Linked DNA regions of Ostrinia nubilalis: region 2 is linked to region 1. A link is a contact called in public Hi-C data. All regions are on one chromosome and are shown on one strand. Each heading gives the region's core, a stretch centred on a gene start, on an enhancer-like site or on the middle of the called end of the contact. The rest is flanking DNA. Distances are from core to core; before and after follow the strand shown.

The links. Hi-C and Micro-C count contacts between places; a contact is called where the count stands out from the background.
Region 2: a contact with region 1 is called in a Hi-C map of whole body, with 8 times the contacts expected there. The contact joins the promoter of LOC135075466 here to the promoter of LOC135075464 in region 1. A contact is called at or near these places in 2 of 5 Hi-C or Micro-C datasets (both in whole body).

The regions. Positions count from the first base shown.
Region 1 is chr10:14,869,193-14,875,397 of ilOstNubi1.1, forward strand. LOC135075464 (valine--tRNA ligase) reads right to left here and starts at 2,472. Exons shown (of 22, transcript XM_063969904.1): 1 at 2,217-2,472; 2 at 1,654-1,821; 3 at 729-862. The coding sequence starts at 2,381. LOC135075337 (transformer-2 protein homolog beta) reads left to right here and starts at 2,616. Exons shown (of 8, transcript XM_063969767.1): 1 at 2,616-2,802; 2 at 2,915-3,048. The coding sequence starts at 2,788.
Region 2 is chr10:15,132,147-15,138,351 of ilOstNubi1.1, forward strand. It overlaps LOC135075466, which reads left to right and starts at 3,089. Exons shown (of 6, transcript XM_063969906.1): 1 at 3,089-3,299; 2 at 3,372-3,526. The coding sequence starts at 3,251.

The sequences.
Region 1 (6,205 bases), core at 1,222-3,721:
TTACTCCAATCCAAAATAAGTAGCTAAGGCATTTGTGTTATGGAAATCGGGAACGACGAACCACGACACACCCAAACCAGAAACAATGTGAAAAGATCGTTTTCTATATTGTCCCGGCCGGGAATCGAACCCGGGACCTCAGGATTGGCCCGGCACACCTTGAAAACCGGTGTGTGCGCTTCTCCGCCACGGAGGTTGTCAAAAATGTTACCTAAATGTAAAATAAAATAAAATATTAAAACTTCATTTTCTCAATATTCCCATATAAGAGAAAAAAAAAATGCACAGAAATTCATTGGATATTAGTATGTATCATCTGTGATAGGTTTCGTTTGTGTCCGCTACTTTTCGAAAAGTGGGGCAAAAAGTTCCCAATGTCATTTTACACTGGTAAAACCTGTGTTAAACCACAGGTAAGACCTTATTATGTAATTAATGCTTTGTAGTTTTTTTGAGTTTCTTGGCTAATATTTTTCTATGTATAGCTTTTTAGCTAATAGAAATTATAGATGATGAGGTTATCTAGAAACATGATAACATGTAATAAATTACAAGTAAAGTTTATTGCTTCAGTGATAGCACTTTGTTATTTATAATATAATAGGATGATCTAGGGCAGTTATGTATCATTCTAGACTGCATCTCACTTAAAATCAGGTGCTATTGCGGTCAAATATCTGCCTTGTGGTGCTGCAAAAAATAAAAAATCTAAGAAACAAAATTATTACCTGTGCCATCTTGTTAGTGCATCTTGGACTGCATTAGTGAGGGCATGTCCCAAATGCAAGCTACCAGTGACATTTGGGGGCGGGATCACCATCATGAACTTGCCTTTCGGATTAGGATCCAGTATTGATTTTCGCTGTAACAAGATTTATTGTTATTTATTAGGCTTTATAACTCCCATTAAACTAATTTTTAGTTTTAATTTCTAACATTATTTATTATTATTATTATTATAGCTTTATATTCCACATTTTTACAGTTTGATTCAATTAATCTGTATCTCTTGTTTGTGGCCCCACTTGGGTAAAAGCCTCCTCCATCTTTTTCCACCTTTCCCTGTCGCTGGCTATGTGCATCCAATTTTTCCCTGCCTTGTTTGTTATGTCATCGGCCCATCTTTTCTTCGGCCGTCCTACTTGGCAAGATATAAAGATAAGAGGTGGACCTATCAAACAACAAAATGGCAAGGCCCAAAAGGCAAAAGAAACCTAGGACGGCCGAAGAAAAGATGGGCCGATGACATAACAATTTCTAACATACAATACAAATATTTGTAATATTCTAAATTATTTTCAACAGAAATCTGGCAATTTGGAAAAGTAGTCTTTCAAAACATTTTTAGTTTTTTTTACTTCTATGCAAAATTATTTTCTGGCTATATTTAAATCCACATTTTAGAGGGAAAATATTAGAACCATCTATAAATTTGCTGTAGGTACTGAGAAATGGAACAAATAACGTAAAACATTAAAATGTATGTAAAATGTGTCTGACTTCTACAACACAACATGTAAAAAAAATTCATTGGTTTTTGATCTTATGATAAGTGCATTTGATTCAATTTATAGTGGCAATATATTCCCCAGAGCCATAGAAAGGGTTAAATAGAATAGAGCATTGTATTTAGTTAATTTTGTTCCAGCTTACCCCATACTCTGGCTTGAAGAAGCCCTGCTTCTCCCACCAGGCGTACCAAGCAGCTTCAACATACTGAGGGCTGTAGGCATCGGGCATAGACCCAGCTATGTCTTTCTTGTCTCCTGGTGCTGTGTTGCCAGTGTACACTGCACTTTCTTTTGTTTCTTTAGCTTTTTTCTGGAATAAAATATTTTTTAGTCATTTCTAAGTGAATTAAAGTTAACATGAAAATATTAATTTATAATTAATTATGATAGTGATCACAATGATTTTAATAAAGAAAATAACCTTTAATTACAAAAAATATAGATTCCATTGTTTTGAAAGCTGTTCAATCTTCAACAAATTGCACAATAGATCACAGTATTACTCATTAGAGAGCAACCGCAATTACTGATGTAATAGCAGTAACAATTGCAGGTTTTACTTTCACTGGACCACCTAAGTAAACCTTAGAAGATACAGCACCTTCAAGGACATACATTGTATGACAGCTAAGTAAATATTCATAGACCGAGTGAATCACCTAGAAGATTCATAATTTAAGATAAAAGAGCTATAAAAATAATTACCTCTGGCTTATCTTTCTGCACAGCTGGCGCGGCATTTTTCTTATCCAATTTCGCTTTAAGTTTTTCCAACTTTGCCGCTTTTTCGGCTTCTTTCTTCAGTTGTTTCGCGGTCTTCTCTTGGGGCTGTTCCCCAGAGGGACCATTGGTGGTCTCGGTGTCAGTCATGATTTACAAAAAGAAAGAGGAATTAGATTTTAAAACAGTAAATAGCCACATTTGCAATCGTGCATGCAAAATGTGCTGCGAAGAGAATGACGACAATGACGTTAATGACATTCGATCGATTTGACAGTTGACAGCTACGCAAAATAAAGTAGAGAACACACAGTAGAATTATGAGCTACTAGGAAATACCGGTATCGATTCTCGATTAGCATGCCAATTGTCACATCACTCAAACGCGCGCCAGGCAGCCGAGCGAGCGCTTTCGCCATCTTGTTTTTTCAATTTGCCGAACGCGTTGGTTCTCTTGTGAATTTTATTTTATCTGATTGGATTGCGGAGTCCCTGATAATAATAGACTGTAAAAGTGTTTTGTTTTATTTTTGTGCTTTAAATTGGCGTACACATCATGTCTGATCGAGAGGTACTATATTTATCTAGTTCGTCGACGAAGTCGTTGGCCGCGTGCGTTTTATTTTGTTGTGTGCTAGTTATTTGCTATATTTAATCTCGATGGACGTGCTTGGGCATTTCAGAGGAGTCGTTCGAGGACCCGCAACGGTTCCCGGGAGCCTGCTCCGAAGCCCGCAGCCATGTCTCGAGGACACAGCAGAAGCCGGTCGCGAACGCCGCCCCCGCCAAAAGCATCAAGCCGGAAATATAGAAGCCCGTAAGTAAATAACCGACCTTCGACTTGTATTTATCGTTCTTTGGTGTCTAAACATTTGTGTGGTATTTTTGTGGGGCTCAAGGATAGTCGTTGTTTGCAAAATCATAACCTTGTCGTCAATGCCGAGTATGTATGATTGCGCAATTTTTAGGTAGGCATCCGCGTAGCGTAAATAAATGCGTGTGATGTCAACAATCAAGGTTAAATATCTAGTCTGGTTACACGGAAAATAGCTCGGCTTTTTAACATTGTTAGATCAATATAAAACTAAAATTCTGTTTTATCATTAAACAACATGTTTCTATGGAATTGGATTATGTATCAAATTGCTATGGTAACCCTTATGGAAGCTATGGAACTAAAGTAATTGGTTAGATACTTTTTAAACCTAAGCATTGACCAATGAGTATCATACAGGCGAAACATTAAATTTTCCTAGAGCCTCACACGTTGAGCAAGTTTTAAAGAGTTTTGAAGGCACCCTGGTTGGCATGTTATTGATAAAGAATAACATCCACAGTTATATCCAACTATTATAAAATGCATCTTTTCCTGGCCTTTTTGTGAAATAGCTCAGGCGAATAAATGTCTTAGTAGCATTTTGAGGGCTGTAAGAAACAGAAATCTGCTCAGTTTTTATTTGCAAAGTTTTTACTCATACTGTTTGTTACAGCAGTCAATTGATTTTTTGTTACTTTTTTTTATTTGTGTGGTACTTTTTACCTTTCAAGCTTGTATTGTGTAAATTGAGATAATTAAATGTAGGTAAGCTAGTATGCTTTGAGTCACAAGATATCAATCAAATACCTAATTAAATTTTTGATAAATTCTGATTTCATGGGACAAAGAATTCTATAAACTTATGTGGTAATTAGGACAAATTGTGCCACAAAAATAATACCATTTGTGTAATTTTTGCTGGTTTTGTTGTATGTACGTAAGTTTATCAAAGTATACCGATTATAGTGATTGATTGATATTTTGTAAGTACAACAGCAAAACAAAGATATTAGTTAATATCTGCAAATAGTTAAGTATTTATAAAACTCGTTTTTTAATTACTTAAAAATTATTAATAAATTACTCAAAGTAGGTATTTTGATACCTAATGAGTTGTAGATTATCTAAAGACCTTGTAAACTGGCAAGATTTTGATGGTATTTTTCTCATTCTGACATACTAAAAATATTATAAATGTATTATTAGGGATGAAGACGTAAAAGTTTTACTAATAAAACAATCAATTGTGACTGAATTGAAGTGCTGCTAGTTTGTGGTTTATTCCATATTTCTGCTATAAGGACAATTTATTTGCTTAACTAAATAGCTTCAAAATAATAGGAAAATTCCTCAAAAATATCTGACTAAACAGTAGTAAAGTAACACACTGCGTTGCGACCAGAGATGTGTGAGGAATTATAATAGAATCGCTTCTGAAGCGCTTCTATTGGTTCTTTACAAACACATTTCTTGCTATGCATCCTCGAACATCTCTGGTGGAAACGCAGCCTTATTAAACTTTCATACTCCAATTGCATGCCTTATAACAGGGGTCTCCAAACTTTGAAGCCTTAGGGCCATCATATTTTTTTTGGTATGTTGCAAGGGCATAACAATTTTAATTTTTCTGCCCACCTATGTAAACATAGGCTTAGTCTTAAGCTGTCACGGGCCGGATTGATGGCAGTGGCGTCGCGGGCCGTAGTTTGGAGATCCCTGCCTTATAATGAGGGTTTTCGCGTATGAAAGATCCGCTAGATGGCGGGACGTGGTTGTGGGGGCTGCGTGATTGGTGGATTTTGACATATCTGTCAATGTCATGTCAAAAATAACCAATCATGCAGCATTTGGACCTCGCGTCTACGTATTGCCATCTGGCGGATTTTTCATACGCGAAAACTAGTGACCGACCGAAACATGTTATTTTGCCGAAACCGAAACCGAAACCGAAGGTTCGGTTTCATTGTATTTTCGGCCGAAACCGAAACCGAAACCGAACCTTTTATAGAATAAAAAAAAGTCCTTAAAAAGTCGAAAAAATGTTATAGGTGTACCAGAATCTCATGGCAAATAGGGAAAATAAACTTTGTTGAGAGCAATACTGGGGAAATTGGAATAAACGATCTTGATATTGTTTAATTTTTTACTTTTATGACTTTAATATTAATGAACATGAAGTACGAGTATACATTTTAGGTAGGAATGTGTATGAAGAATGTTGTTATACATAGGGTTTTTAACATAGGAAAATGTCTTGAAAAATAAATAAATCGTATATTACTTTAAGTAACTAATTTTATTATGAATCATACTTTTAACTTATTACTTCATTCAAAACTAGAAAACGATTCTAAGAACTCCAATTGCATTTCTTGTTCTTCAATAGATGATCAAGATAAAGAGGTATTGTAAATAAATTGCTCTTCCAGCATTTCAATGGAGAAGTTTCCTGATGTTAAAAACACTATATTTCTCTGAATGGGATTAAAATATATACTAAAACTAAAAAGACGGTGAATTTTTTTTTAAATCGATCAAGAAATGTCTGGGAAATTAATTATTTAAATTACCTACATATTTTCGCGTGGAACTGAAACAGGCGGTGCCGTTCTTTTTGTATATGGCCAAGTCTGGGATATTTAAAAAGGTTACAAAATTTTACTAAGAAAGAATCTTGAGTGACCCTAGCTGAAAAATTAAAAACTGCTAGATTTAAAAAAAATGGATCTGTCAACAGCACCGGATTAGGGGTGATTCACTGTTTGTACTCCGAATGACTGTCGTGAATACACCGATCAAAATGGCGTGAATAGTTATGCGCAACTTTAGGGCCCTGTAACTTATTCATTTGTAGAGATATTTTCATGATTCTTTCACAATTATTATTAGTTTTACTTATATTTATTTCAAGTTTATTTAAAGAAAAAAATTGGAAACATCTCCATTATTCAATCTTGCTTGATGAAATCTTTTTCATTTTTCTTTACATGGTCATAACATTTTCCTCTGCACCAATTTGTGAGATATACCTGAAAACCCCGATAAAGCAGCTATTAAGTAAGAATAATATAATAAAAAAGTAAAAACATAATCCTCCTTCTGACGCAGTTGGGTAATAAACTAAATGTATCAAAACATTTCAGTCCAACTTACTGTC
Region 2 (6,205 bases), core at 1,839-4,338, 260 kb after region 1:
TTATTTGTTGGCATTTTTTGTGTATTTTATGTATTTTTTTAGTATCGCCTGTTATTTAGCATTATTACTGTTTTTATTTTATCAGGATATACCGCTTAGTTTAAAAGTTATTACGTTTTCTTTACAATAAGTAATTGGAAGAAAAAAAATTCTATAAAAAATAAAAATAAAATCTCAAAAATTTTTTGACCTCTTTTTTGTCGATAAAAATAGGTCTAGTTTCATCTATTTTCATATGTACACTTTAACGTGACTCACACTGTATTTGTTCATTTCAGCAAAATGTCCACTGCTGTGTAAAGGGCTCCAAGGATTCGTATTACTCATCCACAATAAATTGTTTTGATAAACTTTATTGCATAATCATTTAAAGGGGAAAGCAGACGATTTAAAGTAAGTGTCAATTGCAGCATAAAAACTGTTTTGCAATCCAGGAAAAGACACGCGGCTCCAATAACAAATTGTATAAAGTTAGTAGAACTACCTATAAAAATTATTTCACAAAAAAATATCTTTTTCATTTATTAATTTAAAAAAGTTTCATACAACTGCATAATTGCTATACTTCGATTAGCATTAATGTAATTACAAGTATGTGATCAACTTTCTGTCTCAAAAGCTCAAAGCCTAGTCTTCCAGAAAAACATCCCTTCATGTGACAGCTTTGGCCATGACCTGCATTGCACAATTTATTACCTTGACATACAACCACTTCAGTGCAATGGAGGCTTTAGATGCATAAAAGGGATGTTATATCATCACAAAACTGAGATATAAAAGTAAAAGTTTAAATCTATTATTAAAAAACTATTATTTTATGGCAATGGACTGTTCAAGTAGAGTTTGAACTCCATAAGAATGACATGTGGTAAATTACTTGAATTAATTTTCTAACACATTAATATTATTTAGGTAATCACCTCATCTAAAATACCCACCATATTTTGGTCTCATTTTGAAGTTAGTGTACTTTAATAGTAAAGTTAGCACACTTCTAATAACAGCATTATAAGGTTTGTAATACTAAAACATGCCTAAATTCGTGGAATTTATTTGTCACTTGTATGATAAACAAAATTTGAATACAATCCGAACACAGGAAAAGATTCACTTGTTTTAATTAGACGGTGACTCATGATCCTAAGACAGGCAGAGTGACAACACATACAGGTATTTGAATTCAAGTGGGATATGCAATTTTATCCTCTATGACATGAACAATACACAATGATATTCATCATCACTTTTTTCCGACTAAAAAGCCATTGAAAGATTGAAACCTGTTAAAAATAGTACAAAATTAAACTTTAGCTTATTTGTGAATATCCTAATGTTTGTTTGTTGTTCTGAATAAAATAAATAAAAATGTTTTGTATAAAGAAAGCCCTGGCCTACATTGGGAAATAGGCATTTGGGACACCAAATTCATGTAAGTTATTTTCTTTACGTTACTTCTTGTTTTTAAATATGTTACAGAGGAAATAAACAGAGTATTAAAAATTGCTAATTGATTACTCTTTCTCTGCTCCACAAGCTATAAATCAAGATAAATAATTATTAATGCTTATTGTGTTTATAAGTGGAATCTCAATTGTTTAATTATGTTTTGTTTATTGATTATAAACAATCTTTGGCACAGGGGCCATAATGTAAACTGACAGCAATAAACATTTACATTGAATTGTTTTAATTGCATTGTTATTGATCAATATCATGTGTATTGTGACAACATTAGTGTGGCCAACCATATGTTTTTTGATGCAGTCACTTAATACTAAATGGCTGTTTATATGATTGATTTCAGAAACTATGTCAGTCATTGGCAACATTATTAATTCTTGAATGTAAAATTTAATTACAATAAAGCCTAAAAACCTGTGTAATGTATTTCATAAAAAATAAATATTTTTAGGTAGTTTTCACAGTAAATTAATTAAAAACTATTAACTTAAAATAAATGAGAACACTCATTGCAAGCATCAATCACTATTATCTAACAGAGGTAATTACACCCATTAAAGATTTAAAAGAAAGTTATTATAAAATCAGCATTAATGCACAAGTAAACTCTCTCTTGAGGAATGTATCAAGTATTCAGTATTATTCTACTTTCTATTTAGTATGCCATTCCAACTATTGCTGCAATTTCTTAGCATTACTGCTCATGTGGATATCAACATTTAAAACTGAATCAATGTGAGATTAAAACGCGAATAAAACGTGTGCAGAAAACAGGGAAGACGTAAAAGCAAGGTCACTACGTATACGTTGCGAACGGCCTCCAAACTGGCAACCGACTGCAGTCCTTGGAGTCTAAAGGTCCTTGAATCTCTTGGCGCTCTCAATACTTTCAAGGGCATGTTTCCCTAACGCAAATATAAATTACCACATCCAACACCAGCCCTACCTCCAGGGTCCGGATCTCCTGCTGCGTAAGCTCCGCGCTCGTCGAGCATTGCGTCCTCAAACCCTCGAGAATATCAGCAGAAACGTCGATCATAGACTGGATGGTGTCTATCGTTTGAATTGCATCACGGGCTCTCTTTATTTCGTACTCGCTCTCTGCATCCATTACAGTTATCACAGTATTGTACACAGTCCACTAAACACTAAATATAAGTAAAAAACACTTCATTCATTTTATAAAAATGAATATACAAAACATTGCAGGTGTTGTATTGCCGAAACAGCGGCCATATCCGAAGAAAATCTATATTCTTGTCTATGGATTTGCTGTCCAACCATAGTGCATGACGTTGACGTATGTCATTTGAAAAATGGCAGCACCGTCATGGGTAGTGTTGTGACAAAGCAACAAATGTGAGCTCCATGTTCAAAGCAAGAGTTCATATTCAGCGAACTAAAAAAATTACAAATTAATTTCTCAAACAAACATCGGATCCACATTGCGTTTACCATAAATCATTTACCATCACAAAGGTTGATTCACATTCAAGGTCGTCGTTGTAAGAGCTCATATCTTGTCATGTATGCTAGATTTAGATTGTGTACCATTTTTACTTTTTTCATGGCAACATTTTTAATGACATTCATTCATATTTTTTTAGTCTATGACTTTCATCAATGAAGTGCGGACGTTTGTTGTGAGATTTATTTCCTATATTTTCGCCTTCCGTCGTTTAATTAATTTTGTGTGATGTTAACGATTAGATAGGAATAAATCTTTTTTACTTTACATTAGATAGTGCTCAAATATTTTTGCCAAGTGTCTAAATGTAGAAAAAGTAGGATGTTCCTCGAGCGTATAATCCTGCCCGTATTCTGCCTTGGAATCAAAGGTAATTACGAGTTGTTTTGATGATTAAAAATTCAAGGTATAGCTAGATAAATTTGTTGTTGTTATGGTGTAGTTTTCCATTGGACCCTGGCCGAGGAGGTGGACATCAGGGAGGTGGCGGCAGACAAAGGCACGAACGTGACGATCCCCTGCGGCGGGCTGCAGGTCCTGCCGGCCTCCAACGTCCAGTGGGTGCACCGAGGCAATCACACGCACCAAGAAATATTGGTGAGTTCTACGCATAGAAATTAATTTTATATCTTAATCAAGTTTAATTAACTTTTGTATTTATTCCAATATTAGGTAATCTAATTGGAAAAATCAAATTTTCCTCTGGAGGGATTAGAACCCACAACTTTTTCCTTGTTAAAAAAAAAATTGATGCATCTCAAATCCAAAAATTCCAATGATTCGCCTAATTTTTTATGTTTAATAAACTATTATGAACTAATAATAATAATAACTATTAAGGATGAGACTGAAACTCTACTCAGATGACCATTATTGGGAAATTATGGTCATCTGAGTTGAGTTCAGTCAAAAATCATTTTTGCAGAGGAATAATTTTTTTTAAATATTGATGAATTACCTACTTACATAAATATTTATTTATTTGTCTGATGCTCATATAAAATATGTAAATAAATAAGCCAAGTATTACATTCCAATAAGAATATTTGACCCCACTGAAAAGTTCATTGACCTACATGTTTAGATCATTTTGCAAGTAATCATATCAAATATCTGTGGTTTGGCCTACACTGGTTTGTGGCTAACAAGTTTTCATTTTATTCTAGTTGTGTCCAGATTTTTATTACTTTTTTTTACTTTAGGCAAAGTTTCTCCAAACATTTTAAATTAGACTGCTTATTACCCAAACAATCACAAATAACTTACTTTTGAAAGATTACACAATATCTTTGACAAGTTCGACTATTTAAGTTCCGAAAATAACTCACGCAATCACATTTGTTGTGATTATTAATTAATTTAAATTAAGTCCCTTCACTAGTCGCGTCATAGCGCGAAATGATTTAAAACAAATCCAAGAACCAAGTTAGTTGAATGTTAATAAAACTATTTTAACAGTCGGCCGATAGTTTCGCCCGATTCTATTTTGTATGAAGAATCAATCGGTGTAATGTGCGCATTTCCATACATGCCCATACTAATTAACTGCCCGACTAAACTATCGGCCGACAAAAATCGGTGGTCTGTGCCTAGGCTTAACTACACACACGCTCAAAAAAGTTGTACAGAACCCTTTAAAACTAACGCCGATTCTACACTCGCGAGCAAAACTATGGAATCACTTACATGAAGTTGTTTCCACGCGATCTTGTGTACTAACGAATTTGTTAGTAACAAAAAAAGTGGCACCATTTTAAAGATTAAACTTTTAACTTTAAATTGATACCAAATTTATTTAAATCACATCAGTATTTAAAAAAATATCCCGGTTAATGTGAAAAAGTAAGGAAAAAGACATGTATCAACTCATTGATACGTCGCGAGTTGCGGCCTATTTACCCCCTATAAAAGCACGTGTTTTCGGATTTTGCTTTTACACGTGGATCCTTACATATCTCCGCTTCATTTGACACTTTACCTGGGATTCTACACCTTCAGAAGCAGCACAAATCGTTGCACTATTGCAAGAAGAGCTCAGCCAGCAGGCTGTCGCACGTCAGCTCCACATAAGCCAGTCCTGGGTTTCGAAAGTTTTAAGACGCTTTCGGGAGACTGGTGGCTTTATCCCGAGACCAAGTTCTGAACAGCACCGGTGCACATCGCAGAGGGATGACCGTTTTTTCATGTCAACCTCTCTATAAAATCGTCATTTGACTGGTATCGATGTCCAGCAAGAGCTCAGAAATGTTCGTAGGATAGCTGTTAGCAAGTGGACAGTTCGTCTAAGATATAAGCAATAGAATTTGATTCCAAAAAGGCCTGCCACGGGCTCGAAACTGACGGCAGGTCACCGATAAGCACGCTTTCAATTTGCTCGTACACATCTCGATGGGAAGTCGAGCAAGCCACCCCTATAAGCCACTGTTTCAGCAAACCAGCACTGCACAAATCTCTCCCCAGGCCGCCTATAGACCCGACCTCTTCGACTGCTGCACTGCAAACACAGTCTGCATTCATCGGAGAACAAAACTCGCCTCCATTACTCGCCTTCCCATCAAAATAAGTGCGAGCTAATTGAAAGCGTGCTAGTCGGTGACTTGCCGTCAGTTTCGAGCCTGTGGCAGACCTTTTTGGAGTCAAATTCTATTGTTCATATCTTAGACGAACTGTCCACTCGCTAACAGCTATCCTACAAACATTTCTGGGCTCTTGCTGGACGTCGATATCAGTCAAATAACGATTTCATAGAGAGTTTGACATGAAAAAACGGTCATCCCTCTGCGATGTGCACCGGTGCTGTTCAGAACTTGGTCTCGGGATAAACCCACCAGTCTCCTGAAAGCGTCTTAAAACTTTAGAAACCCAAGACTGGCTTATGTGGAGCTGACGTGCGATAGCCCGCTGGCTGAGCCCTTCTTACAATAGTGCAACGATTTGTGCTGCTTCTGAAGGTGTAGAATCCCAGGTAAAGTGTCAAAAGAAGCGGAGATGTGTAAGGATCAACGTGTGAAAGCAAAAATCCGAAAACACGTGCTTTTATAGGGGGTAAATTGGCCACAACTCGCGACGTATCAAACAGTTGATACACATGTCTTTTTCCTTACTTCTTTACATCAGCCGGGATATCTTTTTAAATACTGGTGTGATTTAAATGAATTTGGTATCAATTTAAAGTTAAAAGTTTAATCTTTAAAATGGTGCCACTTTTTTTGTTACTAACAAATTCGTTAGTTCACAAGATCGCGTGGAAACAACTTCATGTAAGTGATTCCATAC